Regions from separate parts of the Mus musculus genome. Here all the other regions are linked to region 1. Evidence: chromatin contacts called from public promoter capture Hi-C data. All regions are on one chromosome and are shown on one strand. The core of a region is the stretch at or near the end of the contact, and the rest is flanking DNA. Distances in the headings are between cores, read along the strand shown. Region 1 holds the start of Zfp658 (zinc finger protein 658). Region 2 holds the start of Zfp619 (zinc finger protein 619). Region 3 holds the start of Tmem86a (transmembrane protein 86A). Region 4 holds the start of Tsg101 (tumor susceptibility gene 101).

Region 1 (2,912 bases), core at 188-2,687:
CCAGTCCCCAACTTTTTGAGACATGGCCTCACTGTGTTGCTGTAGCTGGCCTGCGGCTCTCTGCTTCCTGAGTGCTGGGACTAAAGGTGTGCGCCATTGTGCCCAGCTCTCACGAGAGCTCTTTTAAGCATGCCACCAGCATTGATACAACCATTTCTCTCTCAGAAATGACAACTAAGCTTATGGGCTGTTCCAGAACACACCCTAAGAGGAAGAGCAGGACCAGTCCCGTTCCTTCCCTACTCTAAACCACACCCAGTGCCCATGATCTCGGGCGGTCTCTGTGTGCCCAGCACCCAGAACCCTTTCTCCTTCTGAGAGCAGAGATGTGGTGCAGTGTGGTGTGGTGATGGCCACTCCTGGCTCTCTGTGCCTGTCTAGACATTTTCGTTTTCATCTATGCCCACATTGACATCCTGTTTCTCTTCCTTAAATTCAATGGCTCAATCCCTTCCCTGACTTGGAAACCCTGCACATAAACACCAGGCCCTCGACACAAAACATTTCTCCCTTGTCCACAATGTTTTTATGGTACACAGGACATATTCACTGTCATTCTGGACTTTAAGTAACCTCTGATAAGTGGACTGACCACAGGATTAATTTAACCACGGGGTTAAAATGGGCATACCTAGTTCCCCAGAACGTTATTACTTTGGCAGCCAAGATGACAATTTACTAGTTTCCAGAGAATCTTCAATAAACTCAATAGTGATACCCAAGGAACATACAACCTCCAATAAGGACACAGGGTCCTTCTGCTCAAGTGCCAATCACTGACTCTTATTGTGACCATATGGTCTCAGCAGAGGCAGCATTGACCCGCCTCATGTCCCAGCCCTCACATAAAACGGCCCGGGGATTAGGATTTGCCTTTTAAACGTTTGCTTTGCAGCGCTAGCTCTCTACAGGAGACTACATGCTGGGAACGAAAAGGTCCTGTTTTACAAGCCTTGCTACCTGCACAAAGGCTCAACTTGCAGCTCCGATGCCTGTGCCCTCTTTGCATATGCAAATCCCCTGGCTTTTGTTCCACGTGTTCTTAGTATTAGTTCCGCAGGCAGAAGCCACAGGCTGACCGAGAATGGCTGGCTTTCCCAAATTAAGCCCAAACCACAAATAATCTCATTTTCCATTTGTATCTGCCTGTTCTCTTCTCGCAGGCTACTACTAGAAAGCAGCGCGATCGCCCTCAGAGACGCTAGCCCCAGGCTTGCGGTAGCTGGCTGCACTGTCTGTCTCTCTCAGCAACCCTGCTCTCCCAACTCCCATAGGATTCCCACCCCAGCTCAACCAGGGCATCCCTCCAGTAGCTGTGTCAGCTGTCACTCAACACAAATCAGCGCTCAACAGCACAGCATCCTCCCTGCGCCCCTGCCGCTCACCTCTCACAACAATGCAGAGAACTCTGCACAGGACGCGCAGTGTCCCTCCCTGCGACTTCCGCCCCCGGGCCCTCAGTGTTAGAATCCAAACTCTCCTGGAGTGCGGGCAACAATAACAGAACTGATCTGCGCGGAGATTTAAGCGGATATGACCGCTCGAGACCACTTCCGTTTACTGCGAATCAGTGTTCTTCGCCACCCTCCCACACCCCCTTTTTTCCCCTTGTGGAGGCTGGCGAAGCGCATGCGCGCTACTATTTGTGACGCTACAACTTGCCAATACTTCACTTGGATCTTCCTGTAGTTTCTGTTCCTTTAGGAGCTGTCATGGCCACTCCCACAATACAATGATACAGGGACCACCATCACAGTGTGCACATAAGCAGGCAAAGCTTGTGGACTGTGACACAGTGAAAGTCCAAGGCTGTCTCATATTTTCAGGGGATTTTACTTCCTACCTATACGTGTATATCAGTTATTTCCAAGAGACCGGGATGCTGCATATTACTAAAAATACCATTTTTTTTTCTGTATATTCTCAGGGACTTAAAAGATTTTTTTCCTCTAAACTAAGAAGTAAATAAAAAATAAATTAATAAATATAAAGAAAAAAAAAACTAGGTTTGTTGGGAAATGGGAATTGAAGCCATGTGGAATCTTTAAAGATGAAGGTCTGAAATAAATGTGACACTGAGGCTTTTCATGGGGACCAGAGGTGGAGAAAATCTGTTGTCAATGACAAGTGTTTTTATTTTAATTCTTCATTATTTATTGTGTGTTTTGCATATATAAGAAATAGTGTAGAGGAAGGTGGAGAGGGAGATAATGATAAATGGTGAGAGATCAATTGATGACGAAAACGTGCAGTACAGTAGAGGGAATAAATCCATAGGCCAAAGTCGAATATCTGAACAAAATGAACGATTGTGTGCAGTATCTCAGGTTAGCGTTCTCTAGTTCTGTGTAGACAAGAGTATAGCATTGAACATGGTATGATCCCCTGCTTCTGCTTTCCAGGGCTGGGGGGTGGGGGGGATATGCCATCATGCCTAGCTTCACATATGATTTTGATTGTCTTGAGAACAAATTATAGTACTGGTGCTCTTGTGACCAGGGTTTTGTGTCCAAAGATACAGCTCCGGGGGTCCCAAAAAGTAGTCTCAGCCACCCATCACCACATGCCAAATTATATTAAACCACATAAAAGTTAATATGCAAATATCAACTTCTGATCGATTCTCTGCTACATCTTAGCATATGATTGATACCCACACGCACTTATTGCCTCCCGGGCACCACCTTGCTCTTCCACAGGCTCTCTCCTTATGCTTATGACCTCTCTAGGCTGTAAATGTGGTACAGTGCCCATCTGTCTTGCAGCCTGAGTCACAGTCAGTCCACCAGGAAGATGGAGCACTTGCCCTGTGGAGGTGATGAAGCACAAAAGAAGCTGAAACTGTATGCCTCTCCTTCTTTGTGCTCCATGAGACTGACCTAATGGGCAGCTGAGGAAGTTGCCCTGTCCAT
Region 2 (2,912 bases), core at 149-2,648, 4.0 Mb after region 1:
AAGAAATCTTGTTCTAGCAAGGGATTCCCCATTGGGTTCTCAGCACCCGTGGGGTTCACAAACATCAACTCAAGCTCAAGGGACTTACCGCCATCTTCTCCCCTCCGAGGGAACTAGGCATTATGTAATATGCATACAAAACATTCAAACATATAAAATACATAAATCTTAAAAATAAAGATTGTGCGGGAAGGGAAAACACATGAGACTGGTAAGTAGCACAGTTGGTATAGAGCCTTCTGAGGAGCAGGAAGAAGCCTTGGGTTCCTTTTGAAGCACTACATAAAGACAGAAATGGCTGACACATATCTTTAGTCTTTAATCGGGTGGTATTGCAGGTCTAGTTTCTCTGCGTTATCTTTAAGAGGTTCCGTACTTCGAGTTTCTTTCACTTTTTGAATTACACTCACTCTTGCGGTGAGTGAAAAAAGAAAGATCAGAAGTTCAAAGTTAACCCTCGGTAACACAGCGAGTTTAAGCATAGACTGAGTCATGAGTGTCTATCTCTAAAGAAAACAGTCAGCACACTAGAATAGGTCACACACACACACACACACACACACACACACACACGCGCGCGCGCGCACTATCATCTGACTGTAAAACTTTGTTTAAACTACAATAATAAAAGCAATCTACTCTGGAGAATGTTCTCAGCCCAGCATCTTTAATCAAAGCATTCCGGAGGCAGAGGCAGGATATCTGTGAGTGCATGCAAGGCCAGCCTGGTCTACAAAGAGAGCTCCGGAGGGAGCCAGGACTTCGTAGAGAGACCCTATTTCAAAAGCCAAAACAAATGTCCTATTTCACAATAAAAAGATAAAGAGAAAATTAGGAAATAAAGGTAAAAGAATACAGTTAGCTGTTTTTGACAAAGAAACAAAGAAAACTCAAGGAATTCCCTTCATTAATAAATATTAGTGAGCCACCTTAACATCTATATGTAAGAAATTAATAAAGGACTTTATAACTGTCACGAAAATTAACTCTAAGTGTATTCTAAACCTAAATAATGAAATGCGAAGTACAGAACCTCTTAAAGATAACTGAGACGAACTGGACTCACAACACTGCCTAAGAGCCCGTAACAAAGTGACGTCACCCGAAAAGGCGAGAGGGGCGGAGCCTCCTGCCACCGCGCTCTGCGCTCTACGCAAGCGCGGCCCGAGGGGCGGAGCTGACCAGAGCCGGGGCCCAGAACAGCGCTTCCGCTCCAGCCGCAAGGAGGCTCCACCAGACGGCCTCCCGGGGCTCAGCCCGCCTCTCCTCCCCGTCTGAGGACAGCAGCCCCTTGCTCACCATGGCGCGGCTTCCGATCTCGACTGCACTCTCCCCACAGGTCCTGGCAGCGGAGCTCGCAAGCGCGGCTCAAGTGGCACCTCGCTCAGCCTTAAAGGGGAACCCGGAGCATGGCGGCGAAAAACCCGCCTCTCGCCGCTCGGCAGCGCCCTTTATTGGACAGCTGGTCTGGCTGCTCTGAATGGCTAGCAAGGCCGGAGTGACAGGAGAGAGTGGAAGCGAAGAGACAAAGGCAGCCCAGCGGGTCCTTGTGGCCCGTGGCTTGTCCCCCGAGTACACACGTGAAGGAGTTTTCCTTTTAGGAACTTACTCCTGCCTTCCAGAGCTGGACCTGCCGTCTAGAGTCGTGCGTTCGCACTGTCCACTACACGCAATGGCTAGTATAGGGATCGCCGTGAATTTTTATACAAAAGGTTAATTTAAAAATTTTAATTGCATGTATTTAGTTAAAAGAAAAGTGTGGCAGAAGAACATGTGTCCCACAGAGCATGAGTGGAAGTTAAAGGGCAATTAGCTAGAGTTGATGGCCCCTTTGCACCTTATGGGTCCTGGGGATCGAACTCAATTCATAGGGTTTAGAAGCAAGCACCTTTACTCGCTGAGCCATTTCGCTTTTCCAAAAGTTGATTAAAAAAAAAAATTTAAGCGCAACTGTTATTTACTTTTGAAAGGGAGGTGGGGATAAAGAGACTGCCAAATTTAGAGACCAGTCTAGCTAGGTCCTGTAATCCCAGTACATGGGAGGCTGAGGCAGGAAAATCAGGCATCTGACAAGGCTACAGACTGGATTCAAGGCCAGTCTCAGAACAGAAACACACACAACACAGAAACACTCTGTAATACAATGCTTCCATAGCATGGTTGAAACCAGAGGTTGAATCTTGGGTACCCACCTCAAACTTGAAGGCAAAAAACTAATTACAGAAATAAATAAAAGGGCTGGAGGATAGGAGGTTAAAGAGTGTGTATTGCTCTTCCAGAGAACCTTAGTTCTCTTCCCAAGCTCACACATCTGTCAACTCACAACTGCCTGTAAATTCAGTTTCAGAGGAACTCATGCCTTCTACTTTTGCCCATGAAATAAAATGAAATCTAATAAGATACTTATCAATTGATACTGAGAGGTAAGAATGTGGGTTCATGGGCTGTGATGGCGCATCCCTTTAATCCCAGCGTTCCTGAGGCAGAGGCAGGTGGATCTCTGTGAGTACAAGGCCAACTTGGTTTATTTCAGCTGCCAACAAACTAATGCCAAGAAAATGAAGCTGGGCTTGGGGGCAAGGGACTGTAACCTCAGAACTTCAAAGACTGAGGCAGAGCTGGCCTGAGCTATGGAAATACCCTAAACTAAAATTGTTCAAACATCTCAAACATACTCCACCTATCATATAATAAGCACTTGATAAATGTCTACAGAAAGTAAATTTTAAGTATCAAAAAAAAATTGTAAATACCCAGGAAGCTCCCAGAGACTGAACCAGGAGCATACGTGGGCCGACTCGAGGCCCCTGGCACATATATAGCAGATATATATTCCCAGTGGGAGAAAATGTGCTTAATCCTCAAGAGACTTGAGGCCCCAGGGAAGAGGGAGGCTTGGTTGGTGGGGGGAG
Region 3 (2,912 bases), core at 193-2,692, 3.5 Mb before region 1:
GAGCAACTTGAGGCACCAGAGACAGGAAGGGGGGTGGGGAGGGCTTCTGATCTGGAGCCAGCAGACAGGCTGGGAGGAGATGGGGAACTGAGAGGGGGAAGTTGGCCAGCTGACTGGGTCTCAGCTGGATTAGGGGGAGGGCAGCTAAAGAAAGGTTTTACTCAAGGCCACTGCAGGCAGAGTCTGAGCAGGGGGAGGAGATTCTGCAGATGTTCTGTGGTCTCCCGAAGCTCCTTCCCCTGGCCTGCAAGTTCAGGGTTTCTGAGCATGAATTGGAGCAGTTGAGGTTCCCTATAGACCCATACTCCAACAAAAGTGCTCTGACTGTGTGTGAGCAAGCCACTCCACACAGGACTCTGAAGGGACAAGACACTTAGATCCCCTGGCAACCAGGTACCTGATGCAACTAGGAAAGGGTAGAGAAGAGACATATAGTGGGTCCAGAGTACAAGCCTGCTCTTGTTTTTCCAGAGGTTAGAGATGGGAGCAGAGTTGACACTCCCTTCCCATGGAAACTCCCTTATCAGGGATAGTCAGAGTGAGGGCAAGGCCAAAGGGAGGAAACGGGGGGGGGGGGGGGGGGGAGGGATGCCCAGCTCCACCTGTCAGCCTTCAGAAACATCACCTTTGCATGCCCAGCTCCACCTGTCAGCCTTCAGAAACATCACCTTTGCTCCCCCTCCCCCTACTCCCCAGACCCATATTTCCTAGAAGAAACTGGCAGTAAGTGGTGAAATCATGACAGTCAGAGAAGCCAGCCTTAGAAGTGTGAAGAGACAACTCAAAGGCTGGAGTTGAGAAAGTCTGGAAAGGAGGTCAGGTCAACAGAGAGAGGTCCACCTTCACCTATCGCCTGAACAGCGTTACTAAGACAGAGGCGTCACCTCCTGCACCTACAATATTAAGAGAAACTTGGGGCATTCCCAGGAAGTCGGCACCCCCCTGCACCCTCTCGAATGCTTCCCTGAGGGTCCACCACACAGAACCCTAGGGCCTGCAGCATCCAGTTCCAGGCCAAGACCTGCAGACCCGCTCCAGACACTCATGGATCAACAGTCACGCTTCCGAGTCACGTGCACAATGTTTTCCTCCCTCCCGCGGGCAGACGAGGGGCGCGCGTAGGAGGGACGCTACAAGAGTGAGGAGCTAAAAACCGTGACAGCAGCCGCTTCCCCGGAGGGGACAGCACCTTCCTCCGCCCCCCTCGGCGGCCCGGCTTGCCGCTGCCTCGTCCCAGGCCCGGGGGGCTTGGCCGCGGGCTCGCGCGCTCGCGCACTCACCACAGTGACCGGAGACACCATGGCGGCGGCGGCTGCGGCTGCGGCTGCTGGCACCCGCTCCGGGTTGCACCACCAGGACGCACCCAGAGCCAGGTGAGCAGACGACCGAACAAAGCTGGGGTGAAGCACAATACCTCCCGCGCGCTGGGCGCTCAGAGTACTGTCTGTGAACCCGACGACGTCACCACAGACCCAGCCAATGAACGGGCCGAAGCCTCGTATGGGCGGAGCCCTGCTGGCGGCGCCGGCCGGGCTCCCTCTGTTTCTGCGTTGAAAAGGAGATCCTCCCACCCCCGGGCGTGGGCGTGGCCTTCAGGCCACGCCTCTTAGGGAGGCGTGCCAGGGCATCCCGGAACGTGACGGCGACCCCCAAGGTTGGATAGCCAGCCTGGCTAAGAGACAGGCACACCACTGACCCGGAGCACAGCGAGATGCATCTTCTCTTAACACCGGAACAAAAAGCAAAGGCAGATTCTCGTCAACCTTTAAACATACCATCTAGGCGGATGCAATTCCTTTAAGACATGTCTTTGACAATGTCCCAATGTGTCCCAATGGACACAGAGGATCAACAGACACTCAACGTTCAGCATGGTAAGAGATATGTATCCAGGCACACAATATACTATATAGACTCGTAGTAGCATTAAGCACGCGTGGACACTTGTACACTAAACAAATAAAGCTACAGAAAGGGAGCTGTGGGTTGACCATCATCCTTCACCGTACCATGAAAGACACGATGAAAGCAAGCAGCAGCCTGTATGTGGACCCCATAACAGCAATGAGTAAACAAATTACAGGCACTAGGTTGCCTTGAACATACACCCCTCACAGCTGCAGCAACGGTGACCAAAAGACCCAAAGGCGTGTAAACTGGCTGCCAGAAAAACAATAAAATGGTTATAATACTAGTGGTTTGAAGCATGTTTAGAAGTATGTGTTCAGAATTTGGTGGATTGGCAAGGAGTCAAATGGACTGCAATGCGGCTGTGTTTGCCACTTCCATAGCCTTTGCCTCTGTAGCCTAGATTTCCTCAACTGTAAAATGCATGGGTGACCTCTAAGGCTCTGCTCAATCCAGACACGTTGTGTAGGATGAAGAAGGGGAAAGGTACCTGGTTTCGGGAAGTACAAGTCTATCTAGCAGGCTACATGGGGATGCAGGTTTCCAAATACATCCAAAAGGGTAGGAATGTGGTCTGTAATATACACAAAGCTTTCAGCGGTTGGAAAGGCAAAGAACGCTGGCCACTCCTGAGATGGGGATACAGGGCTGTATACTAGACCCCAACCTCGTGCTGGCCAGGGAGAGACACATACTGAACTCTCCAGTGAGCTCTTCCTGAGGTCATTCTCTTCATTTCCCCCTCCAGGCCTTCCCCAGCCATCCTGGTCCCTAAACTACCGACCTGACATCCCCTCAGAGAGGGACAGCCCTTTTCCTAGTGACAGTATTGACAACCGAAAATTCCAAATGTCATCCAAAAAAGGTGAGAGTCAAGGTTTGAGGGAGGGGAGTCACATGCCTAATCTCTAGGCACACTCATGTTTTTTCCTAGTTAGCAGCTTCTCACCTACATTATCTGAATGAGCAATGAGAATGGCTGCCCCCAAGGCTTTGTCATATAC
Region 4 (2,912 bases), core at 203-2,702, 3.4 Mb before region 1:
GCTCTTCCGAAGGTCCTGAGTTCAAATCCCAGCAACCACATGGTGGCTCACAACCATCTGTAATGAGATCTGACGCCCTCTTCTGGAGTGTCTGAAGACAGCTACAGTGTACTTAGACATAATAATAAATAAATCTTTTTTAAAAAATAAAAAGTAATAAGAATTGATGGTTAATATGTCGCTTTTTATTTTAAAGATTATTTTACCAGCATGAGTGTTTTGCCTGCACTGGATGTGTGTGTACCATCTGCATTCCTGGTGCCCATGGAGGCTATCAGGAGTCCCTGTAACTGAGAACCTAACCCTAACCCTCTGCAAGGGCAACAAGTACTCTTTACTGCTGAGCTATCCCTTCAGCCCCTCTAACAAGCATTTATTGGAAATAGAAACTCAATTGAGATTGAGTATCACCTCTTGTATTCTACAAGGCAATTAAGATCTGAAAATTGGGCTGGTGATGAGGCCAGCCTGTCTCCATTTTTAGGCTTGAAAGCCATCAGCATCGTTCCTGTTTATGATTAAATCTGTTTCTCAAGGGTTTGGGCTATGCCCCACCTGTAACCTTATCTTCAAATGTTTCTATACGGCACCCAATGCCTTTGTTTCAAAAGGTTATTATGACCACCTGTCCTTATAACCACCTGTCATGGTCACTTTGTCATGAGTACCTTGTTAAGACCCCCTTGCAACCACGTCTTTGTTTCACAAGATGTGTTATGGCCATTTTGTTCTGTTCCTGTAACCCGCCTATGTACCTGCCAAATCACCCATTTGGAAACTCCCTACCCCTGAGCTATAAGACCAATTTTCTAGCCTATGTCCAAAGCTGACTTCCTGTACACAAATTAAAAGGTTTTAATTAATTGCTTGCTTTAATTAATTTGGCTATGATGATTTGGGTCCATGATCTTGCTCCTTGCCTTTTTGGGATTAACACTGGAGAGGCTTCAAACTCAGAAGTTTGAAGGGGTAAATTCTTTATAATCTGAAAAGAAGCCTGCCCTCAAGCAAGGCAGACTGCGGCCTGTCTAATCTTTATGTGGGCACACTGGAATTGTTAGGGGAAAGTATCCAGAGGAGAAAATTACCGCATAGCTTCCTAACGGGGGAAAAAAAATCTCCTTTGCCCTTGCGAACTTGACATGAAGGGCTTTCGAGCGTTTAAACTGCAGTAACAAAAACGGATGTGATAATCAGAGGTGCCTCGGGCGCAGTCACCTAAAAGTGTCTAGAGTGTCCACGAGCTAGTTCTGTGAGCGACGCGAGCCCAGGACCTTCCGAGCCGCAGCGGGTGGCAAGGCTCGCGAGAGGGCCGGGACTTCGGGACCGCGAAAGGCTTGCAAACAACCGCACCACGGGCACCCGTGGACCGGACCTGATCTCTCGCCCGACTTCGCACCGCAGACCAGCGGCCCCGGAAGTGACGCGCGGGAAGCGGAAGCACAACGTGCCGGCTTCCTGCTTCGCAGGGGCGGGGCGGCGGCGGCGGCGATTGTCTGGCGGCCTGGGGCGGCCCCGTGGCGCCTACCCTCTGCCTGTGGGGACGGAGGAGCGCGCCATGGCGGTGTCCGAGAGTCAGCTGAAGAAGATGATGTCCAAGGTGAGCCCGCGCCCTACGGGGCGGCCCCGCGGGCTGGGCTAGGCCGCCTTCCCTCTGCGGAGCGGCCCTTCCCGCCTTCGCCTCCATAAACAAAAGCGGGGTCGTGCCTGGCGCGGCCGCTGCTGTCTGCCCGGCGCTGCTGACGGTCCCCGCCGGCCGGAGCCCGGCCCTGCTCAGAACCAGTCCCCGCGCGCCTCTCCCCGGCCCAACCCGGCACATCCCACCGGAGCTCGGGAACTCTTGGTGCAATTGGTTCGCTGAAGTAGAGCAGCCAGAAAATCGAGCTTGGCAGCCCTTCCCCGCTCCAGAGAACTCTGCAGTTGCATTCCATTGTTTGCATTAACTGTGATTAACGCAGTTGTTTGCTTGTTTACTTTGAGTTGAACTTAAAAATTCTTACTGCTTGACTGGTTGTGGGTTTTTTTTTTTTCCTCTCACTTTTTAAAAGGCCTTTTGGATATTTTGCACATTAGCTACTTAGTACTTAATACTGCGCATCGGACTCCAGAATGCCTTGCTTTTTGTAATTTACCAAATTTAATTGGAATGAAATTTATGTAACGTAGTTGAGCCCTAACTCCTTTAGTCATTGAAGTTGACTTTGATGCTCTTATCAGAGCAATAATAGAGATCGTGGGGTTAAGAAGTTTCTAGTTTACAAGGAAACACGAATACGCTGGGCGTGGTGGCACAGGCCTTTAATTCCAGCGCTCTGTAGGCAGTTGACGACAGATCAGGACAGATTGTGAGTTCCAGACCAGCCAGGGATACACAGTGAGACCGCATTTCAAAACATAAAATTTTTCTTTTCTTTTTTTCTTCTTTTTTTATTCTTTGTAAAACTAGATCTTTTTTAGTAAAGTCATTTCCCTGAGTCCTTGAAGACCAAACCTCTTGTCTCTTGGTTGTCTAACCATTTAATCTTTTAGGCTTCCTTTTTTTTTTTTTTTTTTTCCCTGTAGTTATCTGTAATGACACAGGGGTCTGGGGGAATGTACGAGGTCCCGGTAAAGGTCGATATAGTACTGTTTTACCTTCAAATCATTTGTTTTTCAAAGCCTCAATTAAGCTTTTAGAAGATGTAGCCCATTAACTTCATCTGATTGGGGATCTCTGTCCTTATCAAGACATTCTGGCTCACCCAGAGAGAGAGACAGACAGTTTTGGTGTTTTAACCTCGCTTCAGATCATTTTTCTCCTTTGAACATCATCTTATCTCCCATCCTAAGCAGACTTTTTTAGCACCATTTTTGGTTGTGATTTTTACCAATTAAGTATATTTCTACAGTTAGTCTATCGTTCTTTATGCAAA

What was found. Promoter capture Hi-C pulls out the DNA fragments that hold promoters and counts their contacts.
Region 2: a promoter capture Hi-C map of frontonasal cranial neural crest shows a contact between it and region 1. The contact joins the promoter of Zfp619 here to the promoter of Zfp658 in region 1. A contact is called at or near these places in 5 of 39 promoter capture datasets (cranial neural crest, frontonasal cranial neural crest, maxillary cranial neural crest and 2 more) and 1 of 484 Hi-C or Micro-C datasets (CD4 T cells).
Region 3: a contact with region 1 is called in a promoter capture Hi-C map of pre-B cells, with 2.9 times the contacts expected there. The contact joins the promoter of Tmem86a here to the promoter of Zfp658 in region 1. A contact is called at or near these places in 3 of 39 promoter capture datasets (cranial neural crest, maxillary cranial neural crest and pre-B cells).
Region 4: a promoter capture Hi-C map of second pharyngeal arch cranial neural crest shows a contact between it and region 1. The contact joins the promoter of Tsg101 here to the promoter of Zfp658 in region 1. A contact is called at or near these places in 2 of 39 promoter capture datasets (cranial neural crest and second pharyngeal arch cranial neural crest) and 1 of 484 Hi-C or Micro-C datasets (CD8 T cells).

What each region holds. Positions count from the first base shown.
Region 1 is chr7:43,560,895-43,563,806 of GRCm38.p6, reverse strand. It overlaps Zfp658 (zinc finger protein 658), which reads right to left and starts at 1,437. Exons shown (of 5, transcript NM_001008549.2): 1 at 1,386-1,437.
Region 2 is chr7:39,516,252-39,519,163 of GRCm38.p6, reverse strand. Zfp619 (zinc finger protein 619) reads right to left here and starts at 1,398. Exons shown (of 4, transcript NM_001004139.2): 1 at 1,300-1,398. The coding sequence starts at 1,302.
Region 3 is chr7:47,049,170-47,052,081 of GRCm38.p6, reverse strand. It overlaps Tmem86a (transmembrane protein 86A), which reads right to left and starts at 1,442. Exons shown (of 3, transcript NM_026436.3): 1 at 1,281-1,442. The coding sequence starts at 1,301.
Region 4 is chr7:46,918,509-46,921,420 of GRCm38.p6, reverse strand. It overlaps Tsg101 (tumor susceptibility gene 101), which reads left to right and starts at 1,452. Exons shown (of 10, transcript NM_021884.4): 1 at 1,452-1,600. The coding sequence starts at 1,559.